Regions from separate parts of the Zea mays genome. Here regions 2 and 3 are each linked to region 1. The links are chromatin contacts, called in public Hi-C maps. All regions are on one chromosome and are shown on one strand. The core of a region is the stretch at or near the end of the contact, and the rest is flanking DNA. Distances in the headings are between cores, read along the strand shown.

Region 1 (4,456 bases), core at 664-3,163:
CTCTATCAAAATTTCTCTTTGTCTTGCCCTTCCTCCTCTGATCCTATCTACAGATAAGGAACTTATGTTCTTCCCATTAAGGGACTATGCCTGAAATCTGCCCTGCAACAACTATTGTGTGAATGAATTATAATCCCTGTAACAAAGTTGTAGCATGTTTATCTAAATACCATTTATTCTAATGGCACGACACAAGATTAATGTCAATCAGCTAATGACATCCAGAGATTCGGTTACTGCATCTAATATAAATTGCAACAACAAATTCATGCAGTACCTGTGGAGAAGAAAATAAAATGGAGTGGGCAGCACATACAACGTGAAGAGAAGACAATCCTGCCAAAAGAATTGAACAAAAGACTGGCGTGACAAAAAATGATAATTTGGAGGGAGAAACAAACCCCATGCCAGGGACGCTGCACGAGAGCCGCAGCTCAACCTCGACTACCTCGCGGGGTGGTGGAAGAGCGTGGTGGCGTCCTACCTTGCTGCGATGTGGGAGCCTGGAAGGCGGTACACGGGAGCGTCGGGTGGGGATGAGATAGGGGGAAGGCGTCAGCATCTGGTCGCACGGGAGGCGTTGGCAAGCGTGGGGTGGAGGAAGAGCGCTCGACTACCTCGCTGGTGATGCGGTGAGGCGGGCGGGGGCCGCGACATGTGCGGAGCGTGGGGTGGAGGAAGAGCGCTCGACTACCTTGCTGGCACTTTGGTGAGGCGGACAGGGGCGTCGGGCGAGGGCACGTCATCCTACCTCGTTGGGGGGCGGTGACCTCACCGCAGGCCAACCCGGCGGCTGTAGCGGCGGGGGGACGCGGGGAGGGCTGCGGCAACGGGTTTTCGAGGGGCAGGGCAGGGATCTCGCGGTGGACGTGGATGCGGCTGTCACGACGGTGAGGCGGGCAGGGGCATCACGAGCGGAGACGGGGGCACGAGGTGTGGGGCAGGGTTTGGGTGGAAGGGCGGGGATCTCGCGGCGGATGCGAACGGGGGCAGGGCATGGCGAGCGAAGGCGTCAGGCAGGGGAGTGCTGCACGCGGGCGGCGTGCGTGTGGTAGGCCAGGCGTGCATCGCGGCGGGCGTGCAGGAGAAGCAACGGCAGGCGAGCAGGATTTGCAGAGCGTGAGATGCGGCGGGCAGCGGAGCGGCGGTTGCAGGGCGAGGGCAGTCTACAATCCAACCTTAATAGTTAGTACAGATAAGAAATTAAGACTCTACCGTCACTTGTTTTTTATGTCTATTTCAAATGAATGATGATAAATCTAGACACATATATAAAACACATACATCAAATATTATATGAATTTATTAATTATCTAAAACAAATTTTAATTTGAGTGAGTACAAACTAGAGAAGTGGTGTGGGAAAGTGTGCTGGATCAGAAACAAACTGTCTCAACTTAACAAGATAATTTTTTTTACTTAAACAATAATATGTTAAGAAAAAAGTTATAGCTTAACTAGAAAAAATACTACAGCTTCATGGACTAAAATATTCCATATCTAGGAGATTTTGTCTAACATCAATCACAAAGAAATTGTATTCCAACGTCATGAGAAAACACATCCCAACACCACAAGAAAAAATGTTAAGGACTGGGAGAAAAAATCTCATGGAATAAAAGGTTATAACATACTGTAGAACACAAATTTCAAAAGAAGCAAAAAACATAATAATATAACAAAGAGAACCAATTGCCATGGAAAAAAGAAAAAAAAGGAAAAGAAAGCGGAGAAAGAACGAATCATTTTCATGGGCTGCTCTCACTAACGAACCAACCTAGTAGTCATGCACATCAGCGTCTGCAGTTCTGCACCTGCACGCGCACACAAATCGGCCCAGTAGCGCGTGTGGAGAAGCTGTAATAGTAGTCCCGGAGGAATTCGCTCTCCTGAGTGGAGACTGGAGACTGGAGTTCACAACTGTTTTCGCTGTTTCTCTCTCCCGTAGCCCAGTTTACCTCGCCTAGGGCGACCACCGCCGCCGCCCTACGCCAGCTGCCCAGGTCTTGGGCGGACCCTTTGCCGGCGACGAGCACCCACCACACCAGGTATGCCCGCTCTTTGTCTTCTCTTCCTGCTTGGTGACACCCATGTCTTTTGTTGGGCCCGCCCCTGCCCCCAAGGTGAGCCCAACCCTAACTCGCTGTGGAGTTATTGGGTCCGCCCCTACCCCAAGGTGAGCCCCAACCCTAACTCGCTGTGGAGTATGAAAAAAATCGATGTGGATGGATTTGGTGTGGATGGATTTGGGACCCAGGGCTGTCACCAGTGGGATTTTTCTCAAACCCAGGGTTGGATTCATTTGTGTAAGACTAGATTCTAAAATTCTTTGAATTCAGTTTTAAAAATATTATGTCTCTATTGGTGTTGCTGCGCCCATGAATACTTCCACATCTGGACGAGTTTGTCACGTCCTGTGGCCGCCGTCGACGAGGAATGTGGCTCCGACAAACTCGCCTTGCCGCTTCTTCACGAGGAAGACGACTGGAAACTGTTCTGAATATTCTCTTCGATGCCCTGTCGTGTTCTGGATGTCCTTTTGTATCAACTCTTGCATCTCGACTTGGGCCATGGACTGGGCTGCGGTGTCACCACTTCACAAGTGGGCCGGATGTTACAGAGTTTATGTATCATCAATATATAAGGTTTGAGTACAAAAGGAATCATAGACACATCAATAGATGTGCAAAAGCGCAAGCTATGTCCTGATATGGTTTACTTGGTAACGGAAGCGAATCGAAGTGGAAAAGCAAGCATGTGCCAGAACCTGAAACGTAATTCAGAAATAACGGATGATGAATGTCCGTTTTCCCCGAACATGCAGGAGAATTCTGCATTATTATATTAAGAAGAAAAAGGCTCTAGATAACTTGTACAACCCTTAGTAGGGGTAAAAGAATAAATACGGAAAGGACTCGCCGAATGGACAATAGTGCAAACCAGTGACCAAGAAAGAGAGACCATCATGTCCATATGCTACGGAGCCCCTCGGCTCCTGCCATACCCACATCTTGGGCCTCATCTCTAATACCCCACATGATGTCATCAAAATTAGGCGAGAAGCCCTTAAAAAGGAAACACACCCATTTATATGTTTCCAAATACAGCTTGCCACCAACAAGACCAATGAGTTGAAACCCTAGCTGGCGTCGCGGTGTAGATGGCGACATTCTAAACAAACATCTTGGTATCTTGTAACACCCCATGATTCCAGCCACAGGGTCCGTTGGTGCATGCAGCTGGCTGTGCCTTGCCTATCATGGATGTGGCCGTGAAATTCAGGGCAGCTGTTTCGGTCCCTTTGCATGCGCTGCATGGTTGCATGGCTAGCACCTTGGGTTCCCTGGCTTGCCGGCTTGGAGGCATGGTGGATGCAAAGGGGCATGGAAAGGATATACATCGACCTATCATGAAGAATTACGACCTGAGTTGGAAGCAGCCTTGATGCCGAGCGCTAATTGCCCGTAATCTGCCCCACGAGTCGAGGCGGCCCAACCTATAAGAGATTTTGACTCGGTTGCCAGCTGGAGTGCTTCAACTTGTGAACCTGCTGTGGCTATTGGAGAGGAGGAACACATGTCTAATAATGTTACCAGAGCCCTGTACTTTGATCCTTGTTATTGATGCTTTTTGTCTGCTGTACGTATCAGCATAGGCGCCCACGGATATCCCAACAGCCGGCTAAAGAGGGGGGGTGCTAGGTGGCAGGACCGCAGGACTATATAAGCCGCATAGAGGAGAGGAGAGGGTAAGCAGAATTAGAAATTCAGGTATTTAGGCACAATATAATATTCAGGTATTCATCCACCTGAATACTATAAAATGATAAACATCGGAGGATTTAGGCACAATATAATATTCAGGTATCTCCGCATTTGCGGGGGAAGGCTCTCCTTGGTTTATCCCTTCCCTAGACCCCACTTATGTTGGAGCCTGGTCTGCCCTTTTATAATATTCAGGTATCTATAAGTGTATAGAACCAAATGCTATATTCTTGGTAAAGATTATTGAACTTTTGACGTAACCTAGGCCATGAGTCTGCTAGAAGATACAGTTTGGATTAAATTGCAGTGTTTCATTTTGTCTTTGAATGCATACCAATATTCATTGGGTTCAGATGTAATTTATCTGCTATGTGAAATCTAGAAACTGCCTCAATCAGCACATTTCTATTTATCTTGTTGTATGTTCTGTCCCAACACAGGGTTTTCTTGCATGTTAATAAACATTTTAAAGTTCCAACAAAGCACCAATGGTGCTCAGAGAAGGAAAAATGCTGTAGCTGTACTTTTTGTTTTGTAAATCATGTCTGCTAATGAGACCAATTAATTAATACCATGTTTTTAATCCGAATCATGTTACAGATCAAACTCTAGATATTGCCACTCTACGTCCCAGCATCCTATGACCACATGGTTTAGACAGTGCTGTCCAGGTGGATGATGAATTGTGGTGC
Region 2 (4,456 bases), core at 1,099-3,598, 460 kb before region 1:
AAACTTTTCAGAGTGGAGGTTCTCTGCCTTGAGTTATGAATGGACTTGTGTCTTTCGTGGAACAAACATGCTTACATGCATCAGGTTAAAGAGAAAGGCATCATTGCCTCCCAACATTGTAAAATAGGCATGCACATGGTGGGATGCTAGGCTAAAAAACGAATGAAAATAGTCACAAACAAACGCAAGAACCTGCAACTTGTTACATCTTTAGAATCAACGCTGCTCAGTTAGTCTTTGAATGGATAGATTCGATCCTCATACTATGTCTCAGGTTAACGAGAAGTCCATCATGGCAGCCACACAAGGTAGTAAGAAAAGTATAAACTGTAGTTTGAACACTTGTTTACATTCAACATTTTGTTCAATGTGAGCAGCAGTAATATTTTGGATTGGAACTATTGTTAAATCAAACATTGAGCAATACAGACAAGGCAAACAAAACAAAACAGTGAACATGTTTGGAAACAGCAGCGGAAGCGGAAAATGTCCTAGAGAAAAATGTAACAGAAGCAGTAGATTGCAGAACTGGGAGGGCTCAGCAGCTTATTATTGAGAGGAATATTCAGATAAGGTCATCATCAAACTAGTAATGTATGCCTAACAAGGTGGAGTCAAAGGTAGTACAACTAATACTTAGTATGTGTACAAGGGAGAACAGCTCTTGAAAAGTTCTCAGATTAGAACCAATCATCACAGGATCCCCCAGTTCGTAATGGCTGCATTGACATCCTTCTTCCAAGCTGATAAGGAATAAGATAAACAAAAAAACACCCCCCCCCCCCCGACACACACACACTGCAGCATTTTCAACCAAACTACTCAGTTTACTTACTTTTCAAGCACACATGGTGAACAAGACGCTATGACAACAAAGATAAGGCGCGAGGGCAAACTAAAAAAACTGTGCATATGAAACAATGCATGTATGGTCCACCTGGGTTGAGAAGTTGTCCAGTATTAAATGGGGGTAAGCTTCTGACATTTTGCCCATCGTCTTCCTGTCCTTGATATCATGACGTGTCACCTGCACACAACAACAAAGCCTCAGGATACAACCAAGTGTGGGCACTCTGCACTCATTCTGTAATCTGTACACTTATGGCCAGCACCAGCTCAGAATATATATACTTCAAAAACCGATAAGCACACTTACCACATTGAGCAACCCAAAGTATGCAGTTGGACCATGTGGTAGATGGGAGACAATCAAACCATCAGGTTGACCACGGTGTTCATGGACCAGAATAAGATCTGTTATATCATGTGAGCGGCAGGCCTCCACAATTTCTGATATGACCTGCGAAAAATACAGATGGGAGAGTGAACAACAACAATAACAAAGAGAAACAAAATACTAGAGTGCAGGATACACTAAAGCACACGAATTGTGCGTGGCAATATGTTCGCTACCTAAACATCATAGACCTAAGTTTTAATTTATTGCAAAGGATTCACAACAAGAACTGTTGATATATGTGGCATAAACAAAAGAGCATCTTATACCTGTCCACCACGGTTCATTCTTTGTGAGTTTGGGAAGACAACCTTGAGCTCCTAGGCACAGCAAAAGAACCAGAAAGGTCGGTTTAGCTGAAAGCCTGAATGCAATGCATCATTTGGACCCACGGAAAGCGTCTAGAAATTTCCATCCAGAAAAACAAAAGCATACCTTAACAAACTGAGTTAGGGGCGCGCTAGGATTGCGAGAAGTGGTCAATAGTATCTTGGGCTCCCGAATGGTGGCAGTAGCGTACTCGTTGTCAACGATGCTCTTGGGAACTGCAGCACACCCATTCACCGATCCACACAACAACAGAGTAAGCGAACACATCATTAACCAGACACAAACGACGATGCAAACCTCTCACGCCCTACAACAAATGGAGGAGGGGATACGGCAACAGCGCACCTTGACGCTCCTGGTCCTCGAGGTCGATCTGCCTCCGCAGGTCGTGCTCCTCGTTGCGGAGCTCGGTGGGGATGGGCTTGCCCTCCTCGAGCGCCGCCCGGATCCGGCGCTTCTTCTCGAACAGCGCCCGCTGGGGGCCCTCGAGGCTCTTGGAGTACAGGTACTCCCGACGCTGACGTATGTTCCGCCGTAGCATCTTCGCTTACCTTCTTCTCCTCCTCCACCAGGGGTGAATCTAGTAGATGGATAATCTTTGGGAGCAGGCATCAAATAGTCAAATAGCTTGAAAACTCGCTCTGGCACAGCAGGACAGGGAAAATAAGGGGGGGGGATACCTGGTGAGCGCTCTTCGCCGGCGAAGGCTTCGACACCTGACGTAGGACAGCGGCGGCGGCGGCGCACCCAGTCGTCGCAGAGAGGGCAAGCGCAAGGCGGCTGGCACTGGGAGTGGGAGAAGACTGGTGGCCGTAGTTATACGTTCGCTTGGTTGTAGTTGGGCTTTTAATGGGCCTTCTCCGATGCCCATACGCGCCAGCATACCTGCATATGCTAGTGATGATCTGGCTTGTTTGGCTATTTTTTATCACGTTTAAGGCTGCTGACAGTGCACTATCCCTCTCTCACCGCTCTAGATGTCTAGACGGGCCGGACTTATCGGGCGGTCCCAAACCTAGCACGAGTTTGATCCGACACGAATCTGACGGAAGAAAATTCTTTTACAACCTCTCACATCCACCACTCGAAGGCCCACAAACACAGATTAAAATTTACAAAAAAACTCTTTAGTAATTTGTTTTTCTTCTATTTATATGGAACAACATCTGGTATATGTGAGGGGCTGTAAAAGAGATTCTTTTACATCCGGTATGTAAAGAACTTTTTTCCGAACCTGGCACGGTACGTAGTGAACCGGGCCTGTGCCAGTTCGACCCGATCACCGGGCCGTGCCAGGTTCGTGTCGGGCCAAACCCGTGCCGGATTTCGGACACGGCCCGTTTTTATTTTTTTTTCTATTTTTTGTATAAATACATATATTATACTTGAATATAGAGTATAAAACAAAAGAAACATTTGTTTTTGTTGGTTGTGGGTGTAAATAAATGTTTAGAGCTAATAAATATGGTTTAACCCTCAAATATGCATACTTTTAGGATATTTTTATCATTTAAATGTCATATGTTGTTATTGGCCTGATAGGCCCATCGGGTCATGGGCGGGTCCGGCACGATTATTGATCTAGCGGGTCGTGCCTGGGCCTCGCTTGGGGCCCGTGGGTCGGCACGACACGGCTCGCTAACTAATCCGGGTCGGGCAGGCACGATCCCAATCCGTGTTGGGCCTAACCGTGCTCGGGCCGGCACGTCCCACCCATTTGAACATCTATACTCACCACTACCACGTTAGTTCTTTGCTTCACTCTTATCCGTGACCCATAGTCACATCAGCTTTTCTATTTCAGAATTAAGTAATTCACGTAGATTCGTTTTGATGCTTACAAATCACACAACGTACTAATTTTTTATTGAATTAAAAATTACGGAGTGCATAGTAATTAAAATAAAAGTGCATGACAAATAAAAAATTATATACATCTAATCGGAGTCCTCAATCCCATCCTCATCTTCCTCCAACATACTACAAGGATTGGGGATAAAATTTGTGACTTACTGCAAAAACAAAATTCATGTTTTTTGGACTCCAAACAGTTGAAAACGGCTTGCACACGTGATGATGACGTGACCATCTAGACCAATCAGAACCCACCACCTCACTCTCGCAAGTGTCTCACCTCTGCCAACACATCACTCGCCTCTCACCTGTCCTTGCTCGAGGGCACGCTCCAACACGGACGAGAGTGAGGCGATATCACCCACTCTCGTCGGGCGGTCGCAGCGTCGCCCACCGGCTCGCTCTCGCCCCGACCCCGGTGATAGGAGCGCTCTCTCGCCCACACTCTCAATCGTGTTGCCACCATCCTAAGGTCTGACCGAGTTAGATATGTGTTTGGTTTGTAGCCGCAGTTGTGACAAGATTTTCCTCAAGCTGCGTAGGTCTCACTTGTTAATGATATGTAAAAGTGTGGCAAGATTCACTTAGACGTTGCAAACTTTGACAACCCCTTAAAAATACATGTCGGTTAATAATACTACTAGAAAAGCCACGCCCTGTGGGGCACTCTACCATGCGTACATAGAAAATAATAGAAGTACAATTGTTCATGAACATAGAGCAACATTACGTACATTAGTCATAAAAATGGTATATAACACAAATGGTAAAAACACAGAAATTGATAATCATGGTGAATATATATAACTCACTATCATATGTGTCACACTGGAGCGGCACTTCATTGATGAACTTATACAGTAAAGTGTTAGGTATTAGAAACAACCCTTAGAGACAGATAAAAGTTTTATTACATTGAAGCAAAGCAAACCTAAAGGCAGTGCTTGTCGTTTGCTTGTTAAGCATTCAACACTATGAGTTTTGCCATAATAAAATGCAAGTATGTTTCCTTGTTTGGGATCAAGTAATTAAACA
Region 3 (4,456 bases), core at 1,243-3,742, 260 kb before region 1:
AGGACTCTTTGCCGAGTGCCAGTCCACTAGACACTCGGCAAAGAAGTCTCCTTTACCGAGTACCTACGAGAGCTCTCGGCACAGGGACTGGCGGTGGGGCCCACTGGAGCCGTCTTTGCCGAGGGCCATGACAGAAGACACTCGGCAAAATTGGGCTCTTTGCCGAGTGCCAAAGAAGACACTCGGCAAAGGATCCGTCACCATCACTTGGCGCCGTGACGGCGACTTTTTTTTGCAGAGTAACATGCCGAGTGCCCGACAAAAAGTACTCGACAAAGATGCCGTTGCCAATGTACAGTTCGCCGAGCGTTCTTTGCCGAGTGTTACACTCGGCAAAGACTTTACCGAGTGTTTTTCGGGCTCAAGCACTCGACAAAGCGGTCGATTTCAGTAGTGTACGTAGGCGTCGGCTCCATCCCGCCGGCCCGGCCGTCGTCCTGTTCAGCACGGTCCGCGCGCCGCCGGTGACGAAGGTCGAAGAAGACGCGCGCGGAGAACGTCGTCGTCCAAGCTTGAAAAGGGCGGCGGCCGACGACAAGATTTTCGCCCGCGCGCGATGTGCGGCGCTGAGATTTAATTGCTCGGCTGCCTTTTTGCAGCAGCTGTAACGTGTACTGTCATACTGTGCTGTACTGACCGACCCGTCCTTTTCCCCTCGCGAAATAAAAAAGAAAAGTATATAAATGAGCGGTGCTTGACTTCCACCACCAGGCAGCTATGCTCATCGCCCGTCGGCAGTCACCCCGCCCAGCGGGCCTTCTCTTCACCACCTACATTTTGATGACAATTGGCATTTGATCTAAAGAGTGACGAACAAAATATCTATGCACTTTTCTAAATGACCCATTATTATATTTATGGGACTATAGAGACATGTATCAGAATATAGATGATCGAATACGTTGTGCAGTGGCGGATCCAGGATTGATCCAAGAGAGGGGCTACTAAGTTAAGACTATAACAAAAAAAAAATTCAGTAAAAATTGTTAACAACATCTATGATATAGTAATATGAATAATACTATTAAGATGACCCTTGTTCACATTTCAGTATCGAGAAATTCGCCTAAACTCGCGCTGGATTCACCATACTTAGCGAGGAAAACGAAAAGGCATAATGATCAATGCTCATGTAACAGGAGAAATGGCAGACCTTTTTGTTTTCGGCGATGACACCAAGCACGAACGCCAGAACCCCAAAGAACGTGACGCTAAGAGAAATCCATCGCTCCTGCAGGACAAGTAAACCGTGCACTGGGATCAACAAACCTATTGCTTAAGTAATGGAATGCAGACAAGACGTCACGACAAGATGCCAACGACGACGTATTGGAAATTTCTCCCCCACAACTCGCCGCTCGGGGCCTCGGGCTGCTGCGGCCTGCGCAGCTGCGCTCCGCGGCTGTCCTGTCGGCTGGCGCCTCCGCGTGACCGCGCCTGGCTGTGGCGGCCTGGTGGGCGAGCCGCGAGCGCGGTGTGGCGCTGCGGGTGGCGGGCGAGCCGCGAGCGCGCTGCGGGTGGCGGGCGACGGGGCGAGCCGCGAGCGCCTGGGCGGCTGGCGGTGGCGGCCTGGCGATGGCGGGCCGCGGGCGAGCGCGCTGGAGAGGAGGCAGGACCGCAGGACCAGGAAGCAGGAGCCAGGAGGTGCCGAGGCGGGTAGAAGAAAGCAGACGGCAGGGAGCGGCGCTGCGGCGGCTGAAGCTGAGGCTGGACGCAGGACGGCTGCCGCTAGGTCACGTCGCGCGACGATGGGCCTCTACTGGGCCGTGACTGCCGACCGGGGCTGCAGCCCAGGCAGCCCCGGGTGGAGATCCGCCCCTGACGTTGTGTCTAGCAGGTCAGCCCGATACACAGTTCATTTAATAGTGTCATGTGTTGGCAATTATCTTGTTTGTAGTGCCTACTCGACCCTACACGGTTATATAATTTTTTGCAATTTCTATTTGGTATATAACATAGTTGACCTCAATTAGTGTTATACTGTTATCCGCCTTCGCTCTGAGAGGGCGTATGTTTGAATCCCCTCTTCATGGTAGGTTTATTTTTGTCCTTTTTTTATTTAATCAAATGGGCTTCACGGACGAATCAGCCGGCTAGCATGGTTAGCATCGAGGGCACCCTGTATAATCTTGAAGCTGGCTCGAAGCTAGACTTCATATATTTTTTTTATTAAAACAAGGTTTCGAAGATTAAACAAGATCCTAAAATTATCAATCACGTAATTTTTTTTAGAAAAAACAATATTTGGATATTTTGTAGAAGAAAAAACAGTACTGTTTAGCTTCTTTTATAAAGTCTATTTTTTCGTTGAACTATAGTAACATTAATCTGTCATGGCTGAGGTAGTAACTGGAGGGGTACAATTGAACTCCGATGTTGAAGCCTTGAGGGTCAAAAGAACTTCTCACAAGCAACATCTGCCTTCCCTCGGCCCAGGAGGAAGAAGCTTCCGTCCGATGGGCTAGGGTCACGGCCCACCACACGGCAACCTCGTGGGCATGCGCCGAGCAGCCGGCTTATATAAATGGACCGGCCAGCCCGAGCGCATCCTAGCGTAGGGTTCCTCTCATCGCCTGTTCCGCCGCGCCGCCTTCTCCACCCTTCGCGCACCGTGTTCTTGTCACTTGTCGGCACACATCTTGCTACGGTGTTCTACGCGGGATTTGCTGTCTGTGTTTCTCTTTCATTGTCTTCCATGTAGGTTTGATCTACGCGCCGCCCTTTCATTTTGGTTCCTGATGCTTTCTTCCATGATTCCGCTTGCGGTTCGCCTGATCGGTATTGACGAGGAGGTAGTATGATGGCGATGACGAAAAACTATGGTTCGCTCGTCTGATCGGCGGCGGGGTTTAATCCCCACTGCCTTGCTGAGCTTAAAAGTAGTCCGAGCCACTCGTTTCCTTCCTCTGAACCCAGATCTGGTCCGCTTTTTTCCGATATGTGGCTTTCTGTGCGGTTCTGCCGTGATCCGCGGTCTCCAATCTGTGGTTTTCTGAGTTGTTCTGCGGCGTTCGGGTTCTTAATTTTTTTTGGTATTGGTGTTGCGATGATGATTTCTCATCAGCTTAGAGATCTGCTCGATGAGCTTGGGAAATGATCTTGCATTGTTTCCTCCTGAGCGGTTACCTGAGCAACCCAACAATCCTTATCCTTGATTTGTGATTTTGCATCGATGTAGATGACATTGTTTTGGCAATGAAAAAGCCCCATAAATAGGGATCCAGACGATTCGTTTTCCAAGTACTATCATGCTTGACAGAGTTCACTGAATTTCAATATACAAGTACACAGACGCGGGCAACGCATCTGCGACATGAATATTTTTTGTTGCGATGATGAGTTCTCATCAGCTGAGAGCTCTGCTCGATGGGCTTGGGAAATGATCCTGCATTGTTTCCTCCTGAGCGGTTACCTGAGCAACCCAACAATCCCCATCTTTGATTCCTGATTTTCCATCGATGCATATGACAATTTTTTTGTCAAAAAAAGATTGCAGATGATTCATTTTCCAAGTAATATCATGTAAAGCCGAGTCAACTGAATTCTAAGATACACTAACGCCAACAATGCACCTTACACGTCCAAGTATGTAACTTGAGAAAATGAGAAATATCTTTACAAGTGCATGACAAACAAATTTAAAAGGCTTGTGATAATTCTGCAACTTGGAGCAAACAAACTGTAACACAGGCACACGACAACGGTCCCAATTGGTAGAGCTGGTTGACTAGGCACCTTACCACCTTGTCCTTGCCGACCAGGCTCTTTACTAGAGATGGCAGCGGCTAAAAACCGCTGGTATTATTTGTCCAAACTCACTTATCCAAATACATACCCGCAAAGAAAAAATATGCCCGCTAAAAAACTCATATTCATGGCAGGTATAAAATTTTGTCCAAACCCATATCCATGCGGGTTTTGGATATCCAATGGGTTTTTTATATCCACTAACATCAACATAAAAAATAATTTATCACGTAAATAACAATCAATACATTAATAAGCAGGGATAAAAAGAACAAGTGATAACTAATTTTAGCTTAAAATTTGTTACATGAAGTTTATTTTAATTAGAACATATTCAATTAATAATATTATGAGATATATTTATAAGGAATGATGATTTTAAGGTGAGTTTTAAAAACCCATGAGTTTGCGGGTATGGTTAGTGGAAGAACATGCCCACGTACTCGTTGGGTTTTCATTTGAATCCATTAATAAACTCATGGGTACAGAAATTGACCCAAACCCATATCCTAATAGAGTAAAAACCCACCGGGTTTCGGGTAGCGGGTACCCATTGCCATCTCTAGTCTTTACCAACTTGGAACATGCTGCAAGCCTAGCAACGTGTAAATTGGTTATCCAGCTATTGGATTTCATTAAGGAGAGTAGAGACTTAGGGCACGTTTGCGACATTGGCCTGGTGGCCCGGCTGTGCTGGCGGGATGCAACC

The links. Hi-C and Micro-C count contacts between places; a contact is called where the count stands out from the background.
Region 2: a contact with region 1 is called in a Hi-C map of tassel, with 3 times the contacts expected there. The contact joins the promoter of LOC100216667 here to the promoter of LOC103626393 in region 1. A contact is called at or near these places in 2 of 25 Hi-C or Micro-C datasets (ear and tassel).
Region 3: a Hi-C map of tassel shows a contact between it and region 1, with 2.3 times the contacts expected there. The contact joins the enhancer-like site here to the promoter of LOC103626393 in region 1. A contact is called at or near these places in 3 of 25 Hi-C or Micro-C datasets (ear, leaf and tassel).

What each region holds. Positions count from the first base shown.
Region 1 is chr5:56,966,809-56,971,264 of Zm-B73-REFERENCE-NAM-5.0, forward strand. It overlaps LOC103626393 (E3 ubiquitin-protein ligase BRE1-like 1), which reads left to right and starts at 1,914. Exons shown (of 21, transcript NM_001346887.1): 1 at 1,914-2,048; 2 at 4,365-4,456.
Region 2 is chr5:56,503,743-56,508,198 of Zm-B73-REFERENCE-NAM-5.0, forward strand. It overlaps LOC100216667, which reads right to left and starts at 2,349. Exons shown (of 9, transcript NM_001143076.2): 1 at 2,248-2,349; 2 at 1,913-2,163; 3 at 1,673-1,782; 4 at 1,507-1,557; 5 at 1,157-1,300; 6 at 938-1,027. The coding sequence starts at 2,108.
Region 3 is chr5:56,701,924-56,706,379 of Zm-B73-REFERENCE-NAM-5.0, forward strand. No RefSeq gene overlaps it. Among protein-coding and RNA genes, the nearest start is that of LOC103626388, 29 kb to the left of the region's middle. Within about 2 kb of position 2,493, at least 20 of the 20 cell types and tissues checked have an H3K27ac peak or open chromatin away from gene starts, as enhancers often do. A contact at or near this core is called in ear, leaf and tassel, where this site is marked.